Regions from separate parts of the Sus scrofa genome. Here region 2 is linked to region 1. The links are chromatin contacts, called in public Hi-C maps. All regions are on one chromosome and are shown on one strand. Each heading gives the region's core, a stretch centred on a gene start, on an enhancer-like site or on the middle of the called end of the contact. The rest is flanking DNA. Distances are from core to core; before and after follow the strand shown.

Region 1 (4,889 bases), core at 1,586-4,085:
TAATCCCAGTAAGATTTAACCACAAAAGAGTTGATGGATCAATGGTGTAATTATACTTTTATCTCCATTGTACTAATTGCAATGAGTATTTTTATTATTAACAATAGTTTCTTTCATTATATTCTTGATTTTATCCCAAAAGGGATTTAAGGTGGCTACATAAACACATACAATATAATAATACCTAATACAATATCAATAATAAATTAGAAGGAAAATAAAGAGAAAACGAGTATAGGAAAAAAAGATGAAACCAGGAAAGAGGTTAGTGAACAAAATGTATGCTGCAAGATCACCTACATGTACTTCCTTGTAGAAGGCTATATATTTGGCTCTGACTTTTGCAAGCAATACCACAAAGGCTCACAACCAGTTATAGAACTAGTGTCCAAAGAGTCAAACAAATAAATTGCTTGGAATAAATATAATTTCTCCAGCTACTTAAACCAGGAAGAAATTTTTCTAAAAGACTGTCACAAAGATTTCACTGTAAATTATAATGACCACCATCCTTACAATCAACACAGCACAGTTTCATAGAAATCATTTCTCAATAGAGGTTGGGAACACACAGTTCTTTACACAAAAGTTCAGTAAACGAATTTTAAGTTGTGTAGTCTTTTTAGTGCTAACAATGGTCATAATGAGGAGAACATTTCTATGGTCAACTTAAAATGCCTAGATGCTTCTAATGCAGCTCAACAGCCTTGAAGATATTTTCAGATCAGTTGGGCATATTGTTGGATAAAATGCACCAAAAAAGTCAAAGAGCAAGAAGTCTATGTATTCGTCAGATTTCCACAATAGTGCTGCATAACAACCAACCACTAATTGGGGGGGGGGCTTAAAAGAGCAAATTCTTGTTTTCTTGCTCAAAGTTTGGTCAGCTCCACATCTCCTCGTTCTCGAATCAGTGGCTAGCTAGTAGATTGCAGAAGCAAAGTTTCTGTAGATTTACAAAGCTAAAGACAGGCATGTTTAAAGCTTCTGCTTACATCACATCTGCTAACTTCAACTGGCCAAAGCAAGTCACATGGCCAAGCCCAATATGAAGTGGGTGGGGAAACATGCTCTGCCTACTCTGGAAGGAGGTACAGCAGAGCCACTTGACAGCTTACAAAGCTGTATAATTCTACATCAGGGAAGGAGTGAAGAATTGGGAATAATCCAATAATCACACCCATAATTCCGTTTGCTACACTCCTTCTCATTTCACTTCCCATTCAGACTTTTAAGGATCATACAATGTTGGATTAGCAAGAAAACTTAAAGGTTGTCTAATATGACCTTTTTATTTTATAGATGAGTTGTCTGGGGTCCAGAGAGATCACAGGACTTGCCTGTAGGTCAGTTCAAAGCTCTGCTACATTACACTGTATGTTGTATTGCTGACTCTCCTCTCTCTACTCTGCTTCCAAATCCCAGCTCTACGTGGAATTATATGACTTTAGTTCATGAGATAGATCTAGGATTAAGAACAAAAACTTCCATCTCCAGAAGTAAAAGCCTAGATGGGCTGCAGATATAAAGAATTTTAATAGTACACTGAAGGGAGACCTTAAATTCTAGTTCTGACTTAAAAAAAAAATTGATTTTCCCGTCGAGTTTTCTAATAAAAATATTTACAGATTCTGAGTTGTTATTTAAAAATAGGTAACGTTTCCAGACGGAAATGCTTAGTTTCTTTCCCAGTTGCTTTCCATTGTCTCCATGTTTCATCTCACAAAGGATCAAATGTAAGGAAGGGCGAGGGGGTGTGTAGGTGGACTGAATGGAAGATTGCCAGAGATGGAGAAAAGATAGAAAACAGGGCCTGTTCAAGCTGACTTTTGTTTTTTAAGTTTCCTTACTGCCCTCCCTCAGGTAAATCACCAGCGGCTAAGTGCTTGGCTTACTCCTCAAAAGCAGATCTGAGCTAGTAAGCAGACTGAAACGCAAGGGAGTCGGGTTTGTTTTGAGAGAAGGGAACAGCTGTTTCTCCGGAGTTCTCAGCAGACACGGAGCCGATCCATTACCTCAGGGTTCCTAGATGGTGTTGCTTAAGGCCCTTTCTGTGTTCTGCTTACTGTTCCAATTCTGTAGGTCACTTTGACCGGATATTACTTTCTTTAAGAGACGCTTAATAGTTACGATAGTATTTGTTATTAATTCCTGTCCAAGTTTGACAGTTTCTTTAACATTTCGTGGTTGTACTTCTAGTTTGTTTACTTTGGTGAATGGACTCCTCTGGCAAGAAACTTGACCCCTGTAGATGATATTATCTTGGAGGAATGTAGGGCTAGGCTAGAGGGTAGTTTTTCTGAGAACCAGTGATCTGACCACACATAAGAAACAAAGCCAGATAAGAAGCTGCCATTCAGCATGGAAAACAGAGTAATAATTTAGCTATATAACATAGAAACACAGGAGAAGATACAAAATATGTTTTTAAATAATTATTTCCTACCTAATATTGTTCTGTTCCTTTTATTTTACCCTCAAACAGATGGTCAGCTTTTCAAATATGATCCCATTTTTTTAACATGAAAGAATTTCACAGAACCCCACATAATTGTAGTTTTAGTAGTATTTGATTGAGACAATACGTTAGGACAAAGCACATGGTTATGAATTCAATAATACTTTTAATTAAAATCATACCTTACTGCATAAAACAGCATATACATTCATTTGAAGAACAGGCATACATATCAATACAAGCCACCTTATTCAGAGTACAGATAAGGATATTTCAGGACACTGTGAGTCTCCTTGCAATAACTATAAAGATCAGCAGATGTCCACGGCTCATAGTTTGGCATCTAAACATTGTCCTCCATTTTTATGCCTGTCAGTTTTGGAAGCTGTTCTACTTAATGACATCATTGGTCTCCCGTCCACATAGGCGCTGCAGATTCGTACTAGGTGGATTAATCAGGATATAAAAGGAACTGAGCTTTGTCTTTCTGAAAGAAGACTAGAATTTGGGGCTTTAAAAAAAAAAAATCTACTAATAGGTTTCCTTGAGAAAAATCAATATATTTGAGACAGTTTTACCTTTTGCAAAATTAAGCATGGGGGCTGGGGAGATATTTGCTCTGCCCATCTCAGCAGACTACTGTGAGGTTCAAATTAGGTTAAGTAGCATAAGTAGATTATATATTAGATTATTATATATAATTAAATTTTATAGAAACTAATTATATATTTATATATCATTATCTATAATTAGATTATATATTAGATTATTATATAAACAATAAATGGTAGCTGGCTGGTCAGTATTTTAGTAGAACCTTCCCATTTAGAGCCTTCTTCTTAGCTGTGCTAGTACTGGGAATGTATAGTGTACCCACTCACATCGGCCCGTGTAACTGTCATGCTCTCCAAACTCACAGTGGCTCGTGGACAGAAAGTAGAAGGTCTGCATGGTGGACTGGGCAGGGGGTGGTGACGTGGTTTTAAGATTTAGTGAATCCTTTAATGTCTCTGGGCCTCAGTTCCTTAGGAATAGAGAAATGGACCAAAATCTACGAGATAGTCACTTTTTGCAACGGGACTCTTTTTACCCCCTGAATGAAACCCAATCGCAAATCTCCACTGCATAAACCAGACACAAAGCAACACACAATTTTCACATGAAATTTAAAACTTTCACTGTTTGCAAATGAGGCCCTACGAGTACAGCTTGAAAACCACTGACTTAGTTCACATTTAAGATTCAGCTCTAAACGAAAATGTCCACTTTAATAATTTAAAGTGAAGAGATGTTCCTTTCCAAAGAATTGCTAGTGGTCATCTCTATGGGGCATCTTGCCCTGATGGTCATGTCCACTCAGGAAATCAAACTTTAGATCAGAACTCTGACCATAAAATAAATCGAAGCAAGTTCTCTATTCTTAAGGAATAGTTCCATAAGCAATGGTGACCCAGTTTAATGACCCTCTTCATGCTAATAATTTTTTTCTCTGAAGAATTGGGCAGGGAAATCTGGAATCTTAGCATCAGTTCCCCTAGACCACTACTGGAAAAAATGCTCACCATAATCTTACCCTTTAACTTGCCTTTTTATGTTTCTGTGTAGACTCCATACTCCTACTGTTATAAATGTCCTAACATTCAGAATATGCACCATGGACTCCAGGATGAGAACTTTTCAAGGCATTGTATGTATCTTTGGACACTCTTTACAGAATCCTGGCCAGGCAGTCATCTTGGTTCTGCTGGTCCACTTCCTATGTTGGAGGTTTGCTACCACTGGAGAGAGAGCCATTTTTCTTTCCTCCAAGGAGTAATTCTTAGACATCTCTTTCATGCATTGATCTGAAATATGACTCCCTGTGGATTAAAATATCATCAAATGTGTAACTATTTGATGAATGAGTCATATTACAGCATGTTCTGGACAACAAGTTCCCCATAAGATTCTGGACTACTGTAGGACCGAGCCTGGAACTGAAGAATTTGTCTTTGGTTGCTCAGTGCCTAACAGGACCTGAGGTACAGAGGACCCTTGATAAATCTTGAACGACTGACTAAATGAATTAAGTGAATTTGCAGCAACGCGGCAAACAAGAAGAGACCGAATCACATTATTATTTTCAAAAGCAGCATTTATAAAGTTTATAACTCAGTTTGTCACTGAGCAAATCTAGTCTGTACCTTCAGACCCCAGCGATGCCCCTGTGTTGTCACAGCTTCAGAAAACTTGAATTTCTAAAACACACTGATGTCATTTTCAGGGTACAGATTGGACTGTCATCCAGCATCTGCCCCCATTTCCAGCCACTGACAGAACTGCAAGGAGCTAGAGCAGGAGGCTGGTGGAAAACGATAGCTGATGATGGGAACCACAGAGACTGACAATCTGGGTTCTAATCCTGGCCGTTCCATTTGTTTGCTTTGTGACT
Region 2 (5,345 bases), core at 2,747-5,246, 230 kb after region 1:
TCAGATTTGTCTCCGATGAACCATGATGGGAATGCCCATTAAGTAGAATTTCAGGACACTTCTTCAGAACAAGCCTGCAAATATTTGACCACATCTTAAGGGCAGCCAAGTAGTCTTTTCTTCAGTTTGATTCTAAGCACTTGTGTTCTGTAAATGCAAAATAATCACTAAAACTAGAAGCCATCTCTCTCCTAAGGTGTGCTATAATATATATTGCATCTGATATCACTTTTTTCTTCTGCTGCTTCTTTAAGGCCAGGGAGAACAGAGCCATGGAATAATTGTCCTCAGAGGATTTGGGTTCAGTCCTCTCCCTAATTTAATACTGCTGTCCAGACGGACTCAGAGAAATCTGATGAAATGGAGGTGTTTGGGGGCATAGGATCTAAGCTGACTTTATATTACAAGCGCGCTCTTGAAGAGAGAGAAAGTAAGGGAGGCTGATCATGTGACCCTGGATGTCCAGGTTCAAGAGGAAAGCTTTACGGAGATCTGTGAGGAGAGAAGGTGCTGTGGGACTGAATAGGTGGCAGATGGTTGGAGAGCTCTAGAGGGCCACTTCCTCCAAGAAGACACTCAATGCCTCTCCCTGTCCCATGTCCTCCTTATGCCACCATGGGCGTGCACCACTCTCAGCAGGACATATAGGTGACTTTTCCCCTTTCAATTGGCAAACCCAGCTCCTCACCAGGACTTCTCCCTGTCTCCACAGCTGGATGTGCCGCTAAAACATGGCAGCCCAGTATTTGGCAAGTTGTTCATTCACTCCCAATTTTCTTTTTCTTTTCTTCTTTTTTTAGGGCCATACCTGTGACATATGGAAGTTCCCAGGCTAGGGGTTAAATCAGAGCTGCAGCTGCTGGCCTGCATCACAGCTACCACAATGCAAGATCTGAGCCACGTGAGCGACCTACACCATAGCTCATGGCAAAGCCATGAGCAAGGCCGGGGATGGAACCCGCATCCTCATGAGTACCAGTCATGTACATAACCTGCTGAGCCACAGTGGGAACTCCCATTCTCTCCCAATTTTAAACACTGCAGTGAAATACCTTTAATGTGATTTGACACAAATGTGCCGTCTGAGCGGCCCAGTTAGCTCAGAGGTGTTCTCCCCTGCCTGATTTTTCTCCTGAAAGGATGACTAAAGTACAGTGAAGATTTGAGGTGCTTAAACACAAGGTGTTAAAATAGAGAGCAGTCAGCACAAATCATCTTTGGGATTCCTCCTGGAAAAAGACCATGGGGGCACAGATGAGATGGCAAAGAGAGTGAGCTAGACAGGCCGGCCTGCCGACATCACCCAGAACCATCAGTCAAATGTCTTAAGCTGAAAACACTCGACAGAGCTCCTACCTATATTGGCTGAGAAGGATGACTGTCCTCTTGCTTAATTTCATCCACCTTCCAGCCCCATAAACTGGCCTTGCTCATCCTGCTTTGACTTGCTTTCTTTATGGCTCATGAGTTACCTCCTTGTCCTGATGCTCCAGAGGACACTTAAACAGCTGAGAGCAGCTAAGGCATCCCTGTCCACCAGAACTGTCTGGCCCGGGAGGAGGATGACATTTCCTGGGCACAGTGCTGTCCTTGTCCCGTCATGGTCTCTCCTGTCTTCATTAGTGATGACAAAAGGGTCTTTTGTGACTGGAAAGCATACAGGATGCGTGCACGTGCACACACACACACACACACAAATGTGAAAGAAACACTAGAACATGTTTCCCAACAAGCACCTGGAGCGATACAACCAGTCCTTTTATTCAAAAGGTCAGTAATTGAAAGCAAAATGTTGTCACTGGCCTCCGCTGTGTCTGAAGTCATCTTCAAAGATGGTATTGACTTTCTTCTATGAGCCAGGCATCACCCCCTCCTTCCGCCCGCCCTGCCTCCGTGAGATCTAAAATAATCTTTTGGTCTGAAGAATCAGGGTACTAACAAGAGGTCAGAAGGCGGTAAGAAAAGGATGTGGAATTTGATCCTCTTCCGGAAATTGCAGTTTGTCCCCAGGTGTACCGTTCCTTTCCTGGTCAAAGGCAGCTACAGGTGCAGGGGTGCCTTCCCAGACATGGGAATAAACCTCTGGGAGGATGCAGGCCTCTCTCCTTTGGAGACTTTGCTCCTTTTAGTCACTCAGGTAACAGATTGGAATTAACATCTGCATCTTCCTTCACACTCTGTTCAACAGCCAGTCCTATCCCGCTCTCCTTTACTTCCTATGTTTCCGCCTATGTAGAAAATTCCTTTTAACTGTGTTCTATCTGCTCTTGCATCAACAGTTTCCTCAATCGTATATACACCCAGCAGGCAGTTTGAAAACTTTCTGCTGACTTCCCCCATGTGTGTACTCAGAGGGAATTCCCATTTGCCTTTTCAATACCCAATTTTTCCTTCCTTGAAAATATAAAAAATATAAAAAAAGGAGACTATGCAGCATGATTAAACTGGGGTTCAGGCTCCAGTGAATGCTGGAGCCTGAAGTGCTTGGCCTGGAGTTTGAGTCTTAGTTCTACTTCTTATCTGAATAACCAAGTACGTCATGTAAGTTCTGAGGGGCCCAGGTTCTTCATCAAAAGATCTCAGTAATGGGGGTTCCTATCATGGCTCAGCGGAAACGAATCTGACTAGCAGCCATGAGGACGCAGGTTCGATCCTGGCCTCATTCAATGGGTTAAGGATCCAGCGTTGCCGTGAGCTGTGATGTAGGTCACAGATGAGGTTTGGATCTGTTGCTGTGGCTGTGGTGTAGGCCGGCAGCTACCGCTCCGATTTGACCCCTAGCCTGGGAATCTCCATATGCTGTGGGTGCGGCCCTAAAAAAAAAAAAAAAAAAAAAAAAAAAGACAATAAATAAATAAATAAATACATAAAAGATCTCAATAATAGTACTCAACCTCTAGGCTCAACTGGACGTGTCCACAAAAGAAGGCCATTGGGAGTGTGAAGGGAGATGACACAGGGGCAACCATCTGGCCGGAGGGCAGTATTTTTTTAGTAAGTCCTAAGAGGAAAATACATTTCAAAATCCATCTCTAGAGCTCCATATGATTCTCAGACAATCTTTAATGAACTCCTAGAGCAGGAAAGGACCTGAACTCATCTAGTGTCACACCATCATCCATAAGAAAGAACTCGGGGCTCCTTCCTGGGAGGTGAGCTGATTGATCATCAGATCGTTCCCCCAGAGTCTGGACCTGTGCCCTGGGTTCCTGAGACCTTTGTCCACAGGCTGCATCCCCTGCTGCTTCTCCCCTAACCAGCAAGGTCTTCTCTGCCAGACGGACTTATTTTTCTTTGAGTTGAGTACTTAACTCTCTCAGTTCCTTTTAAGCTTTCTTAAGTTTTCGAAGGTGCCAACCTTTTTTCTTTCTAAACTTTCTGAAAGATACTAAAAAGAGAAACAACTCAGTTTAATGAGAGCTACACAGTGGTTTAACATCATTTCACACACCACAATGAGCAGAGCTTTAATAGATGATCCTTTACATGGTTTGTTTAAAAACACTTATCCAGTCTTATCAAAATTTGATAACATTTGCAGATGCTCTGAAATAGCTTAAGTGAAAGCATTTCTTTGTGACGGTCAGGTTAAGGCTGAACAGAAACGCTCACATTTTCAAGCCAGTCTTAAGTGAGCAAAGAATAGTTAGCATTTCCCTGTGATCTGATCTGGGGGAGACCTGCAGGACACAGACTTGTGATCCACGGATGCGTTTCTACTCAAATGACATGAATTTCAGAGTGGAAGGATCACTCATTCTCTATCGAAGTTTCCTTAGATTTGGGGGCGGGGGGGCGATGGTAACCCCTTAAGAAGAGCACAGTGGCCCCTAGAACTTGAAAGCTTGCTAGCCGGCTCCTGTCCTCTCGCAGGGAGACACAGTACTGAGGGTTGGGGGCAGGGGCTGTTCTTTCCCTGCCGCCTCCACAGCAGCTGGCCCTGGTCTCAGGAACCGGAGAGAAGCCTCTGAAGGGCACCCTTTCAAGCCAATGTCAGCTCCTGGCGCCTGTCCCTACCTCCTCTGCCGCCAGGAGATTAACTGCAGCTCAGCAGAGCCCAGCAGAGCCCAACAGACCCCGAGGCACGGACGGACGCGTGTGTCTTTTCTCATCCTGCCTCTGTTTGTTCCCTCTTCCTTTAGGAGGTAGCATAGCAACCCGCGCAGCAGACCTTCCGCGGGCCGCGCCCACGATTCTCTCTCCCTCTGGCTCTTGACGGTCACCCTCCCTACATGGACGGACTCCATGGGTCTCAGGATGAGCTCCGCCCTCCCTGCCCCGGCGCATTTCTTTGCCTAAAATGCCCTTGTGTGTCTGTAAAACCCAAAGGCAACCCTTAAGACAGCGCAAACACTGTCTCTGGCCTCTCTGGGTGTGTAGTTAGTTATGTCAGCTTCTGTGTTTTCATTAGCACCGTGATCGCAAGTTCTCCCAGCATTCCTAGTATCGTTGATTTTTGTTGTTATTTTTTGTCACCTTCTCTGGATTTAGGCACCTAGAACAAGCACCATAATTTTTTTTTTCCCTTTCCTTTCATTTCCTTTTCTTTTTTTTTTTTCTTTCTTTCTTTCTTTTCTTTCTTTTTTTTTTTTTTTTTTTTTTTGCTGTGCATGTGGCATGCAGAAGCTCTGGGGCAAGGGATGGAATCTGTGCCACAGCTTTGACAACGTGGGATCCTTAACTGCTCTGCCAGGAGGGAACTCCCATAATCATTTTTATACCCCCCTAGAAGCTGTAATAGTGCCTGGTGCCTAATAAGTAGATACTGGGTGAATCAATAAAATGTCATAGTTACGGACACTCTAGTGAGAAATGCTTTGTTATAGCTTTTTTGGGTGACAACCAGCTGTCATTAAGCTCTTTACTTCAAAGTTAAAGAGAAAATATCCAGCGCAGTATTTTCTGTAAATGCCACATTCCTAGGTCTAATTGTGCTTATTAATAATTACTCATGGAGTTCCTGTCATCACTCAGTGGTTAACAAATCTGACTAGCATCCATGAGGACGCGGGTTCCATCCCTGGCCTCACTCAGTGGGTTAAGGATCTGGTGTTGCCGTGAGCTGTGGTGTAGGTCGCAGACGGCTCAAATCCTGTGTTGCTGTGGCTGTGGTGAAGGCTGGCGGCTACAGCTCTGATTTGACCCCTAACCTGGGAACCTCCATGTGCGGCAAATGAGGCCCTAAAAAGCAAAATAAAAATTACTCTTGAATGTTTTCTAGAATACTTTAATGGAACGAATTTTGTCCCTCAGTTGTCTCTGGTGTTCCTCATTTTAGTTAGTGGCAACTGCATTCTTTCAGTTATTGAAGCCAAATATTCTGGAGTTTATCCCTGACTCATTCC

The links. A called contact is a pair of places that touch in the nucleus more often than the background predicts.
Region 2: a Hi-C map of skeletal muscle shows a contact between it and region 1, with 5 times the contacts expected there. The contact joins two enhancer-like sites. A contact is called at or near these places in 1 of 47 Hi-C or Micro-C datasets (skeletal muscle) and 1 of 2 datasets of contacts at active chromatin or transcription factors (skeletal muscle).

Annotation. Positions count from the first base shown.
Region 1 is chr1:43,373,121-43,378,009 of Sscrofa11.1, forward strand. LOC110260246 (a long non-coding RNA gene) reads left to right here. Exons shown (of 2, transcript XR_002343179.1): 2 at 4,064-4,889. Among named protein-coding and RNA genes, the nearest start is that of CEP85L, 17 kb to the right of the region's middle. Within about 2 kb of position 2,836, at least 13 of the 83 cell types and tissues checked have an H3K27ac peak or open chromatin away from gene starts, as enhancers often do. A contact at or near this core is called in skeletal muscle, where this site is marked.
Region 2 is chr1:43,597,210-43,602,554 of Sscrofa11.1, forward strand. No RefSeq gene overlaps it. Among named protein-coding and RNA genes, the nearest start is that of PLN, 140 kb to the left of the region's middle. Within about 2 kb of position 3,997, at least 43 of the 83 cell types and tissues checked have an H3K27ac peak or open chromatin away from gene starts, as enhancers often do. A contact at or near this core is called in skeletal muscle, where this site is marked.